Regions from separate parts of the Danio rerio genome. Here all the other regions are linked to region 1. A link is a contact called in public HiCAR-type data. All regions are on one chromosome and are shown on one strand. The core of a region is the stretch at or near the end of the contact, and the rest is flanking DNA. Distances in the headings are between cores, read along the strand shown.

Region 1 (4,857 bases), core at 1,745-4,244:
ACAATTTTATTCATGGAAAGAAACAGTGTTTGTTCTGCGAAATCTGGTTGTCGTCTTGAAGGAATATAGTTTACAAAATGAGAGGTCTGTCATCATTTACTGACCCTCGTTTTGCTCCAAACCCAGCTGACTTTCGTCTTCAGTGGAGCACAAAAAGCAATATTTTGAATACAGTTTGGGTTGCTCTGTTCTGTGCAATTACAATAATGGTGCTTTTGTTTTCTGTTTGATCTTTGAACACTCTGGTCCCCGTTTTAAGTATCATAAACAGTATCTATTCTTGCAAGCACTGATTTCTGGACTGTACTTCCACTTCTATAAAGCTGTGATAACATTGTGTGCTGAAACAAATCTAAATTTTATACCATACTTTTATCGTCTCTACTGATGTCCCGCACATTATTATTATGTGTTTTAGTCTATATGTGTGCACAACTTGACAATCAAGGTAATAATGGTGGACTATGGTGCATTCCAAATGGCATATATTGTCCTCCAAAGGGCATTTTACTATGAAAACATTTATGGCCACCATGTTTAAAACAAGCCTCTTTAAAGTATCGGATTAGAAACGAGTGATGGAAATGCAAAGTTCTGAATAAAAATTCCTTAATTCACTAAACAAAAAAACCCAAAAAAGATTTAAGCTTGCTTGAGGTGGTTGTGCAAAATTGGGTTAATGCAAATAATAAGAGATGGATGCCTTTGCTATGTAAACTCACATAGTGAACATTACACTCGCATGACTAATCAGCTGTCTCCATTATAGCTGCCTTGTTTACTGTTGGTTACTAGGTTACCAATATTACAGTGAGCCACTCTAATGCTGTGTTCACACCAGATGTGGATAATGCATCAAGCGCAAGTGATTTACATGTTTAGTCAAAGACGCAAATAGACAACCTGCTTTGCATTTTGTACGAATAAGACGGTGCAAATGATGCATTTCGTGTGAGTCACTCGAGTTAGAAAATCTGAGCTTCATCGGACACTCGCGATGTGTTAACCAATCAGGAGCTTTCTCTTGTATCGCTCATGACTCATTGCTTGTTGTTGGTGACCCGAGGGGAAATCCTCTTGCCGATACCAGACATCAGTTCATCAAACTTGGCTTGGCTCTGTCTGAAGCAATGCTGAAAGCCTCCATCACCCAGGTATAGTTTCTGGAGTTGATGAACTCAGAGCTGGGTGCACCTCTGAAAGGATTTAATGGACTCAGACACGGCGCCGGACAAATCTACGCTGTTTTTCAGCCTTCCTAAACACATACATACAGCTATTCTCTCAATAAAATCCATGATAGCCATTAAGCAATGAAGCAAGAGTCACTGCCCATGACATGAATCAGCGTCTAAAGTGGATTCGATGCGTGAATGAAGCAAGTAAACTCAAAATGTTCACATGTCTTTTTACAAGCATCTGCATGATGTGAACACAGCATAAGAACTTGATGGAACTGCGCCGAATTCCCATTTATTTTCAAACTTTAAAAAGGTTTTCGTCACATTAGGATGAAAGCCCAGCTATTACACTAAAAAATGATTGGGTTACTTTAATTTAAATAAGTGGCTAAACTCATTGTTTTAAAAGCAAAGAGTTAGCCAGCATCAGGACATAGATGCACTGAGGTGTTTTTTTTTTTACCATGTCAGTGTTCAAGAATAGATTACATAAAAAAAAACACAAGTTATCTTGACAGCCTATACATCAGTCTAAAGCTTTAACACTTAACAGTGAGCTTGCTGTTTTTCAATGGGAAGCTTAAAAAGTATGTATTTGCTAAATTTGTGTAAATTGCACAGAACATGCTTATTAGAAATGGTGTGCATACTTATCATTGTAATAACAAGACACACTCATATTCATTGTTGTATATTACAGATTATTTTGAAAAATAAGAGTCCTTAGAACAACATCCCATATAGAACAATTAGGCCAACGACACAATAGTGTTGATTTATGGAAGGTAATTCATTTGTTTACATCACCAGTTCTTCCAGAGAACTGTTGTTTGTTTACTATTACTTACTCATGAAAATGGCGTTTTTGTAGTAAAAAGCAAAATGATGTCATAGCTTACAGTTACAAATAAAATGAGACCACAAACTAAATAAAAATTCAAGGTTATAGTTACTAAAATCTAAAATCTATGCTATTGACCCATGGACTTAATTTTTAGAATTATGCATAGTTTGTTTTTCTTAATAATTATAAGGCAAGGAGTTTACTCTCCTTTTTAAGAGGTCAACTAATTGCTTTTCGTGTGTACATATATATATATATATATATATATATATATATATATATATATATATATATATATATATATATATATATATATATATTGTATAAATAATATATATTGTATAAACAAACTTTAACCTGGTGAGCTGTTAATTATTAATAACAGTATGATTTGTGATTGAATCAATTTTTATATAAGTTGATTTTGCAAACTAGAGTCAACTGCAAAGAACAAGAGTTACCTAAATACTCATTTTTTTCTTTTCTAATAAAATCTTGCGATGTTAAACCTTCATCATGCTGAGAACGGTCAATTAATAGTTAATACTTTAACTAAAAATACTAATGGATCATACTTTGTTTCAACTTTGCTGAAATGTTATGGCGTAATTTGTCTGTGCATTTCTGATAGCTAAACTCATGATGATTTCTTAAAACGTTACAAACAGTCAAAATTAGGAAGTGAAACCTAAACTCCAAAAACAATTCTGCATGTGAATCATATGGTATGAGCACACATCCAGTCTGTTGAGTCTGTCAAGTATCATCGGGAATGTTTGTGTCTATGTGTGTGTGTGTGTGTCTGTGGGCGAGTGGGTGGTTTGGTTGTCTGGCTGAACATGGAAGTTGATCGCTCTGGTGGGGACCTCCAATCATTCCCCTGATATGGTGAAAAGTGCAGCGCTGCAGAAATGCATTCCAGCTCGGAGAGCGAGCGGCGCGGGTTCCACGACTATCAGATTCTCCTGCACGCCTGTGGCTTTGGCCCAGCGCAGCCGCAATGCTGGAGAGAGCGGTAAAGAGCAAACATCAGTCAGTCTTAAGTGGCCAGACCAGACACAAATGTGGGCTCTCGTTGAAAATGAACAGTTCTGCCAATGCCAAGATGAAAGCGGGTGATGAGCGAGAAGTCCAGTTCTAGCACTTCACTATGCTGGCGGCCTCACTGTGTGTGTGTGTGGCGTGGGTGTTTTTGTGGGACCTTTCTTCATGTCCATTCTCTTGTGCTGTCCAAACAGATGGATCAGCTTAAGTTAACCTCTGCTCACTCACTTTTCTGTGTGTGAGAAAAAAGAAAGGAATGACATAGTCCAAAAACATGAATAGTTTGATATGTTCTACTGATTTATTTAAAAAGTGTGGATGTAAATTGGTCTAATTTAACTTATTCTAAATATATTTGTAAGTATTAGTCATTTATTAGTAATGTATTCAGTGTTTGTTTACATTGTATACTTTTATTGTCACCCCTCTGTTCTTCAAAATTAAAAACCATGATCGGTTTATTTGTGAAGCATTTGCAACTCCTGCAAAGAAACACAATGGCAAGACCGATTTGGCATTTATGAATAATTTATGAATAACTATTCATTTAGAACAAATAGCTAGCACTTATGGACGAAGCACAGGGCTATTATTTATAACCCAAGGCTTAAAAGCTTGTAAAATGTACATACAGTATACAGTAGTTTGTAATAGTTTCTTATTGACATTTCTCAGATCACAAACAATTTAACTGGTGTAATTGGGGTTATTATAGTAACCTAAACAATTTTATATACACAATCTAACAAAAGTCTTGCCACCTATCCAAGTCTTAGGAACAACAAATAATAACTTGACTTCTAGTTGATCATTTGGTATCAGAAGTGGTTTATATGATAGGCAAAGGTCTCTAGATTACTCTTATTTTACCAAAATAAAACAGGATCATGCCTTGATTTTTATAATTTAATTAAGACACTAAGGTTTGATTTTGCTTAGACAAAAGTATTGTCACTTAACAGAAATAATATACAGTATAGAATATAAAATCATAATGCAGTGGGAAAATAATTAATATTGTGTATGACTCCTGTGAGCTTGGAGGACTGCAACCTCACATCTCTGCAATGACTCAAATAACTTATTAATAAACTCATCTGGAATGGCAAGGAAAGCATTCTTGCAGGACTCCCAGAGTTTATCAAGACTCTTTGGATTCATCTTCAATGCGTCCTCCTTCATCTTACCCTAGACATGCTCAATAATGTTTATGTCTGGTTACTAGGCTGGCCAATCCTGCCCAATCACCTTGACCTTCTTTGCTTTCATGCAGGAACTTTAATGTGGAGGCTGAAGTATGAGAAGGAGCGCTATCCTGCTGAAGAATTTGCCCTCTCCTGTGGTTTGTAATGTAATGGGCAGCACAAATGTCTTGATACCTCAGGCTGTTGATGTTGCCATCAACTCTGCAGATCTCTTGCTTGACCGCCTACTGAATGTAACCCCAAACCATGATTTTTCTTTTACCAAACTTGACTGATTTCTGTGAGAATCTTGGTAACATTCAGGTTCCAATAGGCCTTCTGCAGTGTTTGTGATGATTGGGATGCAGCTCAACAGATGATTCATCAAAAAAATCTACCTTCTGCTACTTTTCCGATTGATCAACTAGAAGTCAAGTTAATATCTGTTGCTCTTACAACTAGGATCGACGACAAGATTTTTGTCAGGTAGTGTATATATAATTTAAATAAATGCTTACAGCTTAATAAATAAATAAATCAATAAATAATACATAAAACATTTTTTATTTTGTTTTAGTTTCACTTAAAACATGAATAACTTAAG
Region 2 (4,857 bases), core at 1,503-4,002, 180 kb after region 1:
CTCCCTCCCAAACGCTCTCGTTCTCTCCGCCTTGACCTTCACCCTTCACAAATGAGCCACAGAACACCATAAATGAGAAGAACTCTGAAGGACGGAGGAACTGCACAGTTAAGGTATGAAAGAGAAATGGAAAAGAGCGAACAAGAGCTACTTCAGTTACTAGTGATGTCATTGAAAGGAAGAAGGTACCTGTGAGAGTTCCTGGTGTCTTTCCCACATTCCTGTAGGAATGGAAAAATCATTTCATATATCAGATGCTTCTCCCTTGAACGATCGAAGATCTTCTGGGGTTTTCTACTAAGAGAAAGAGTATATTTATTAAGTGTCTGTTTTGGAAGAGATATCTACAAACTGAGTCTCAAACTGTGCTTAGGTTTGCCAAGCTGTAAATCAAAAGTCACTTATTCGAACATGAACATTTGAACATTTCTTACTATAATCATTAAATTGTGCTTTCCAAACTCCTTTTTTAGCTCTGTCGCTTTACTAAGACATGATCATGGACGCAAATTTGTAATTCGAATTATGTTCAGAGCTCCATAGTTTAAAATAGGAGTCACACTTTACAATAAGGTTCATTACTTAATTATAATTAATGCATTTACTAACATGAACAAACAATAAACCGTACAATTACTACTTTATTTGTTCATTTTAGTTAACTTTAGTTAATGAAAAACCAGTAGTTCATTGCTAGTTCATGTTAACTCATGGTGCATTAAGTAATGTTAACAAGCATGGACTTGGATGTTAATAATGCATTAGTAAATGTTCAATTATGATTAATAAATGCTGTACAAGTGTTGTTCATGATTAGTTCATGCTAGTAAATGCATTATCTAATGAACCTTATTGTAAAGTGTTACCAAAATAGGCTATAGTACAAGATAACACGCACAGCTGTCTAAATAAATAGGCTCTATAATACACGGTTGATCACTTACGCATATTAAAATATTATTTAAAAACTGTACTGAAGGGAAAAAAAGCACAAGAAAGAATGCCGGTTTAAAACAGAAACTTATTTTACATACATGCTTTAATTTTAATTATTTAAGATTTTTTAGTTACAAAGAAAATTAGAGTTAGTCTACCAGAGAAATTTTATGTTGGCGCGGGATCTGAGCAGTATTGATTTACCGGTGAGTGCAAGCGGAAGGTAACGGAGCATTTGCTTTGGGCAGTTAGCGACTGAGTGGTGAATGTGAATCTGAATGTGGTACTGTATATATATATATGGTAATCATTCATGTGTGAACTGTGGGACAAACATGTAAATGGCTTAAAATCCAAAATTTGGTGAAAAGAGTGAAATACTATTACAATTAAAACATGTAAGGAATTATATTTGAATATACAGCTGAAATGCCTAATGTAGGTGCTGTTCTAATGGAATAGCCATGTTAATAAAGGCTTTTAAAATAAACTTTTTACATTTTTTCGAGTGCCTTGGACATATAATTTAGCTGTTTATCTTTATTTATGTCTTACCCAAATAGCACAGACACATTATTTAGCCCTGCAGCACTTTTTGTTTGCTTTTGGATTTTCATTTTTGAAATACTTTGAATTGTAATTTATTAACTTGACAGAAAAGCAGAATATTCCAGTCATTATTCCAGATTTTTTGGTAAAGGATTAGTCAGAAATCATTTCAGCTTTCAACATTTTCTTATTATTGTCAGTGTTGCCAGTAATTGTTATATCAGTACATGAATAGTTTCAGCTGTGTGTGTGTGTTTGCAATCAGAGGAAAACCGGAACAGGTGTGAGTGTGTGGTGCATGACAGTATTAGTAGTTCCTTTCAGATATATAGTTCTCTAGCGATCTGTATCGAGTAGATTGAAGGTGATTGTGACAAGTACATTTTTAGGATTCTTTGATGAATAAAACAGCTTTTTTTTACACACAAATCTTTTGCAGCCACAAATTACTTTGTCAATTTTGACTAACATTTAACTATAATTAATTTTAAAGCATAAATATGAGCCATTCTAATGAAGAGTTCTGGAAGCTCCCATTTGAGAGTGTTTTGTGTTACTTTATGTAATTTTATTTCTAATTTTTATTTTTATTTTTTGCTTTATAATATTGTCAGGGTGACATAGTGGCTAGCACTGTCACCTCACAGCAAAAAGGTTGCTTGTTCGAGTCCTGGCTGGGTCAGTTGCATGTACTCCCCGTGTTGGCGTGAGTTTACCTCTAGGTGCTCCGGTTTCCTTTACAGTCTGAAGACATGCACCATAGATGAATTGAATAAACTAAATTGGCCATAGTGAATGAGTATGTGTAGACACTTCCCAGAACTGGGTTGAATATAGAGACTAAGCTGAAGAAATGATATGATATTGTTGTCAGTTATTAGTTAAATAATTCTTGAAACACATCCATGCATTTTTACAGTAAATGTCTGGCAACCACAGCCAATCAGGATCCTGGCTTACATGGAACAAAGATTAAGAGCTTTAGAGAAACATCCTCTGAGCAATGTAATATAATGTATTAGCATTAGAATAAATTGATGTAATGACATGAAATCTACATGAAATCCCTCTCCTTCCTTGTCCCGGCCAGGGGAATTCCCATAAATTTCACATTAGCAATGAACAGGAAGATTGTTAGTCTCTGAGGGACCGTACGAAGTGATGCCGAACACAAGATGCTTTGGTTTTGAATGCCAACGCTGAGCCCCCAGCCAAAGTGTACCTTCTTTTCACTCCTTTCTTTCCTTCTTTCTCTCCCTCCTTTCCTTTGGCGGGATTTGGGAGAGGCAGCTGCCCCTCTCTCCTCCAGTATCCCAATGCTTCAGTGAGTCTGTATAGAGCGCACACTGGGCATTGTTTGGCCCTCCTGGCTCTTCGCCAACACCTTGCCTGGCTTTTGGTAAGCTCCAACTCCCAACCTTTTCTTCTCTTTCTTTTCTTCTGTTTCTTTTCCTCCCCTTTTTGGCCTTGCTCCTCTCTTCTTTCTTCATTTTTTTAGTCCTTTCTTTTCAGTCGAGCTTTCTTCCCCGCAGTGTGGAGCTGGTGAATATTTATTGATGCTGCAGGTATTGTGAATGGATGAATGGACGGAGTACAGGAGAGGAGGGATGTGGGAGACTGTGAGAGAATTCTCAATGAACAATACGCTTCCCTTCAAGAATGGAGAAAACACAGTGAGCCACAGATTCGGCCTGCTAGTCCATGCTTGTCTCATTCAGACCCGCTCTCTATTAACAGCCTCTTTCCCCCCTCGTTTTGTCCATTATAAGCGTGATGAAATATGTTCGGGCTTATGTATCCTCAGGGCAACTCCACTGAATGAACTGCCAACAAGTGGATTTTTTTTCTTCCCCCCTTCACATCCTTGTTCGTCACTCAAGGGTACAATAGCTCAGCCTGCCACCCCAGGCCTTCTTATGGCGAAATCCCGTCTAATCGCTATCCTTTCCACTATGAATGAGTGAAAATGGTGCGTAGTTCCTTCTTCAACCCCCACGCTTCACACCTGAGGAAAACACAGGAGACTAATGGACCCACATTATCAGGTGTCACAGACAAGAGAGATATATTAGGTAACAAAGAAAAAAAAGCCCTTACACAACAGTATAGTGTAAAAACAAAGTTGCTCCATAAAGCATGCCCCTATAAGAGAGTCCTAAGACATCTGAGAAGAACTTGTTTGGTCGAAGGGTTGCTCTATCATAGGTTGACATTCAAGACCCCCGGTGTACTCTTTGTTCTTCTATGTTTTGGGGTAAAAAGATGTTTGAAATACCTTTGCGGCAGTTTATTAGATGACACTTAAGTATAGGGATAATTTCTCACTATCAACTAGTGGCTTAGTACCAGCCTTTTATTAAGATTAAGATTTAGGGGTTTATACTTGTACTGTAAATACATATTCTGCATGATCTTATTGTACATCCCTAATCCTGCCTAATACTGTAGTTAAACCTAACTATTACTTTATGAACTACTGGTAAGGAGCAAATTAAGAGTTTATTAAGGCAAACCATAGTTAATAATATATTAATAGCATGAATTGTACCTTTAAAAAAGTGTGAGCATTTATGGTTATCAATTTCTGAGAGTGGCATTTAGGCCCAATCCCAATTCTACCCCTTAGCCCTTGACCTTACCCCTACCCCTCGTTTTGCGTGTTCACGTAAAGGGGTAGGGATGTCCCAATTCTCTTTGGCTCGAAGGCATAGGGCTAGATAGCCCTTGAAACAGAGATTTTTCAGGACCACACTTGAAACCAGGGGGTACCAAAATTTCCCAAAAGACACCAGCTACAACAGCAGCATGGCTGCACATGGAAGTCAGGAGATGCGCAAATTAGTATTTCTTTGTCATTTTTACTATTTTTTTACAACAAACAAGCACATGAAAAAAAAATGCACAATTTTGCAAACATAATAACTCCTGTATAGTCATCCACCAACATTCTGACACTCGATGATACTCATATACATGTATGTCAGAGAAGTCTAGTGGCTGGGAATTACCTTTTTACAGTGTCAGGTATAATGTTAATGCTGTTTTTGTGTATTTACACAGATAAATACGGCCAGTATGTAAATGCACAGTATTGTTACAATCTTATTTGCAACATTATTGTTATAATAACATGGTATTGTTGCCTTCAGTGATTTCCTGATAGAAAAATAAATACAAAAAAATAACAACTGGAATAATTGGAATAACAACAGCAGTCGCGATGGTCGACCTCATATGAAGCAAGAGATTGCGATGACATATGATGACGTTTGCAAGTGCTGTAGTGCTTTCCCATTTCTTAGGGGTACATTTTGAAGCTCTTCCCGTTCACACTCTGTTTCAATGGCCAAATGCAAGGGGTAGGGGTACAAA
Region 3 (4,857 bases), core at 923-3,422, 170 kb after region 1:
AATCAGTCAACTGAGTACAAAATAAAATAAAGGGGTCAAAATTGCTGTTTCTGTTCTGCACGTTCAAATGCACCTTGTTTAATAGCTTTTGTCTGATCCAAAAGATGGGCGGCACGGTGGCTCAGTGGTTAGCACTGTCACCCCACAGCAAGAAGGTCGCTGGTTCGAGCTCCGGCTGGATCAGCTGGCATTTCTGTGTGGAGTTTGCATGTTCTCCCGGTGTTCGCATGGGTTTCCTCTGAGTGCTCCGGTTTCCCCCACAAGTCCAAAGACATGTGGTATAGGTGAATTGAATAAGCTAAATTGGCCGTAGTGTATCATTGAGAGAGTTTACAGATGTTTCCCAGGCAGTGGCTGAAAGGGTATGAACTAATAAATGAATAATGAATAAAAATGAATAAATGAATGATCCAAAAAGTCATGACTCTAATGAATTTTTCACATTATTTACAGAAGACACTATGAATATTAATTATATCCTTTTTTAAACAAGGACAATTTGGTGACATATTAAAATACCCTATTTAAGGATCACAGTGCCAATTAGTGCACAAAACACTAATTGTTGTGGAGAAAAAAAAAGTCTTAGATCGTTGAAATATAGTAACATTTAGCATGATCATTTTTTCTTGTAAATATTCTAATAAAGTTTATTTACATTTACATTTACATTTAGTCATTTAGCAGACGCTTTTATCCAAAGCGACTTACAAATGAGGACAAGGAAGCAACTTACACAACTAGGAGCAACAATGAATAAGTGCTATAGGCAAGTTTCAGGTCTGTAAAGTCTAAGAAGGGAAGTATTAGTAGTATTAGTATTTTTTTTTTTTTTTTTTGGGTACAGGTAGTGTGATATTCAGGCAATTGCAAATTAGGAAGTGTAGTGGAGACTAAATAGTTGATTTTTTTTTTTTTTTTTAGTCAACTAGCTGAAGAAAATGCTGGGTTCAGATTTTTATTGGGGGCAACATGAATTCATTCATTTATTTTCCTTCAGCTTAGTCACTTATTTATCAGGGATTGCAACAGCGGAATGAACCGCCAAATATTATGTGTAATTTATATGTTTTACACAGAGAATGCCCTTTCAGCCACAACCCAGTACTGGGAAACACCCATACACTTTCACAATTAGACACACTCATACACTTCAGCCAATTTAGTTAATCTAATTCACCATAACAACATGACATCATATTGACGTTGTACCCCAACATCATGGGGACATTGGATTTTGTTTGGAAATGAAAATCAGGTTGACGTCAGAACCCAACTTTAGGCTGATGTCAATGTCCAACCTAAAATCAACCAAATATCAACATCTAATCATGTTACACCTTGACGTTGTGTGGACATTATCACCATGAATTCTATCAAACGTTGGATTTTGGTCACTTTCCAACACAACCTAAAATCAACCAAATATCAACATAATTTGAGGTCGTTTTTGGACGTCAAAATAAAGATGTCCTTAGACGCTGGCTAAACATTGAATTTTAGTTACCTGACGTCATGAGCTAAACCTAACCTAATATTAATGTTTTATGACGACGTGTGCCTGCTGGATTATTTCATCTTTACATACTTTACATAAAATTACATAAAATTTATATTTATATTTACATAAAATTTATGTTACTTTACATAAAAACCGAGTACACCCAGGTATAACTTGGAAGTGTTAAGTTGATTTAACTTGATGCAGGCGTAGTCAATTTTTAAAGTAGCCAACTAATTGCTTTTTTACAGTGTATTTTGACATGTTTTTCCACACAAGTGTTTTGTTTTGTTTTTTAAAAACATGTTGCTTTAAATCATTTCAAAATGGTGCATTTTTTAAAACATCTTCTACACAAGAAAAAAAATCCTCAACATGAGGGTCAATAACGGATGACGCATTTTTTGGTTTTGGGTGAAGTAACCCTTCGAGAGGTCTCTGATCGTAACTTTTAAAGACAATTCAAAGTTAGCAAAATCTCCTCTGCTTCTCATTGAGTGTTCTAGTCAATGTATTCCATCTGCCTGAGCTCTTTTACTCAAGGGAGTGTTGAAGTCGAACTTTTAGCAAAGCTTCTTGGCTTGCTGCCCTTGTTTGTACCAGGTCCAAACGTCTCTCTTCAGCGCCCTCCTCCCTTCTCCTCTCTGGCTCCTTTTATTTGTGTAATTTGTGGAAAAACCATAAACATTTGTGTATGATTTGTGGAAAGGGACTTAAGAGGGGACAGAGCGCAGGGCGAGAGGGAGAAAGTGAACGAGAGGCTGTCATCGTGAAGCTGTGCATGCGTGCTCACGACTATGAGGATGTAATGCATTTATGGAGGTTTCTAGGGGACGTTCGGGGGCCCATGAAGGTACCATGAGGCTCATAATAGCAGATGAAGAGGCTTCAGCTGTTAAGTGTGTGACAGTTTTATTTGGCTTTGTTACAAATCTGGGTCGAATCTCATTTGTGCTTTTTTAGTGGCAGTGCTGTTGTTTTTTGGTGACTCACTCATGTTCACTTGATGCTTTTGTGAGCTGTAATGACACACACATGAATCATCACATGATTCATATGAATCAAAATAATTCATGGTGAAAAGTAATTACATTCGGGCCTTTCAGTTGTCATTTGGAGTATATAGAAGTAGGTTTATAAGACTTTTGGCATTAACAACAAGACTTTTCAGACTCTCACTACAGTATTTAAAGGGATAGTTCACCTAAAAAATGTCATTATGTCTGCTCCCTAGTAGCAAATAATTCTGGCCCAGATTTGGCATAAAGCTGGCACAGCAGGCATTCATCCGGCACTGGCACACAGCATGTGGGCCAAACATGGCCCGGGTTTGGGGTGGCAGACAAGATTTGGGCCAGATGTAAAACGTAGTATTTGGCCCAGATTTTAAAAATTGACATGTGGGCCACATGAGTTTGGCCAGTCTTGACCCACATTTAAAATACATTGAAATAATTTTTAAATAAAGAAAATTCTACCAATCAGGTCACTTTGAGAAAAAGCATGCCCATAGTGTACCTAAAGCGCAACTATTTATGGGTTTATCAATTTCATTGCCATTGTGACACACCAACCTATCTGGCCCAGTTCAGGTCCTGTTATGAGTTATTAACTTGGCTTAGACTAGGCCCAGATATGGTCCATGTTTGGCCCTTGTTTGGAAAACAGATTTGGTCTAGTCCTGGGGTCCGTTCTTCATACGTGGAAAACTCAGTTAGCTGGATTTGGATGTTGATGATTTTACACGATCCAGGATCATTTCGTTCTTCAAAGCTGATCCAAGACTTGTTGTCATAGCAACAGTTCTGCTAGCTCAAACCTCATCGGAAGCAGGTTCAATTCATATAAACAGGATTAGATCGGGTCAGTTCATGCAAAGAAAATACTGAAAGTATGTACCAAATGCTGATATTTTCTTACAGTAGTAGTTATATACACTTGGGAAAATATTAACTATTTTTAACTATATATAAAGTTATATATTAATAAAACTTAGGCAATCTGCACTCCGAAATGAAAGTACAAAGACTGCCATCTGGTGGTGCAAAGAGAAAACTTATTGATATGAAGTTTTTAGGTCGCTTTAGTACAATTTCTGTATAATAGAAATGCACAATATGTAACTTTTTTAAAAGCAATAATACATATGCAGTCACAAACATGTTTTGACAGCTAATATTACAGTGATTTTATGCTTTACAAAAGTTGCAGACACCTTTACCAAAATCAAAATGCTTTTGTAAACATCCAGTTATTCTTTAAAAACGGCTACTATAATAAAGAAAATCTTTTCTAAATGTAGAACTTAATACATTGATTTGCATTGAAATACATGATAAATACACTTGACACATAAAAAGCCTGCAGCTCACAACAAATATGGAAAGTTATTGCGTATCATATTTAACAAACCGTTTAATGCTAATTTGATGTAATTTTGCTCACATGGATAATTGAATATTAATCAGATGATGTCATTACACTGCTGTGCAGTCAGCCAATCGTTGCATTGCTGATTATGATTTCGAGGATCGATAGATCTGTCCTTCACAACACACGCAGCGATCTCAGATCCGTTTATCCAGACATTATAATCTGATTCGCGAACTTGTTTGAAGAACCAAATTATCGAGAGATCAGTTATCGAGATGAAAAGATCCAGGATCTGCCAAATCATCTTAGATCATTTAAGCAAGGTACGAAGAACGGACCCCTGTACTGTAATTCACTGCGGCATGTAAACAAAGCAAAGCCTGATTGTTTGGGCCAGAGAAATGTTGCTTTGTAGGCTTTTACTTTTCTTTTGCTTGTCCCAAACTTGTTTCTTTCTTCTGTTGAAGAAAGTTGGAACCATTGACGTATTTGCTTTTATGGAAGTCAGTGGTTCAGTCAAGGTTATTATGCATTCGTTTTCTTTTTGGCTTAGTCCCTTTATTAATCTGGGGACGCCACAGCGGAATGAACCGCCAGGCAAGGTTATTATATTTAATGAAAATGAACGAAAAATATTTTACTGGAATTGAAAATACATTTATCATTAAATGAAATAAAAATTAAGTTATAATAGTTTAAAAAAAAACTAGAACTAACTGAAACTATATTGTGTTCATACAAAACTAACTGAACCTAACTAAAATTATAGCAAAAACGTCCTTCGTTTTCGTCTTTGTAATTGTATTTAATAAATAAGCTTTTAAAAAGTAAATGTATTTACTCTACGATGCCAGTTTTACGCCTGCCGTAGGGTAAATCGGAGTCTGTAATCCTGCTGCCATTGACCAGATCAAGCCAATTCTCCTCCAGTCAGTCCTTGTAGCTCCTGCGACAAAAACAATGACTGGACATGACAGCAGCAC

The links. HiCAR-type assays count read pairs that join an accessible place to other places.
Region 2: a contact with region 1 is called in a HiCAR-type map of caudal fin, with 5 times the contacts expected there. The contact joins two enhancer-like sites.
Region 3: a HiCAR-type map of caudal fin shows a contact between it and region 1, with 4 times the contacts expected there. The contact joins two enhancer-like sites. A contact is called at or near these places in 1 of 18 Hi-C or Micro-C datasets (caudal fin) and 1 of 4 datasets of contacts at active chromatin or transcription factors (caudal fin).

Annotation. Positions count from the first base shown.
Region 1 is chr17:39,562,382-39,567,238 of GRCz12tu, forward strand. No RefSeq gene overlaps it. Among named protein-coding and RNA genes, the nearest start is that of tmem229b, 73 kb to the left of the region's middle. Within about 2 kb of position 2,995, at least 16 of the 62 cell types and tissues checked have an H3K27ac peak or open chromatin away from gene starts, as enhancers often do. A contact at or near this core is called in caudal fin, where this site is marked.
Region 2 is chr17:39,745,484-39,750,340 of GRCz12tu, forward strand. No RefSeq gene overlaps it. Among named protein-coding and RNA genes, the nearest start is that of plekhh1, 52 kb to the right of the region's middle. Within about 2 kb of position 2,753, at least 9 of the 62 cell types and tissues checked have an H3K27ac peak or open chromatin away from gene starts, as enhancers often do. A contact at or near this core is called in caudal fin, where this site is marked.
Region 3 is chr17:39,729,374-39,734,230 of GRCz12tu, forward strand. No RefSeq gene overlaps it. Among named protein-coding and RNA genes, the nearest start is that of plekhh1, 68 kb to the right of the region's middle. Within about 2 kb of position 2,173, at least 11 of the 62 cell types and tissues checked have an H3K27ac peak or open chromatin away from gene starts, as enhancers often do. A contact at or near this core is called in caudal fin, where this site is marked.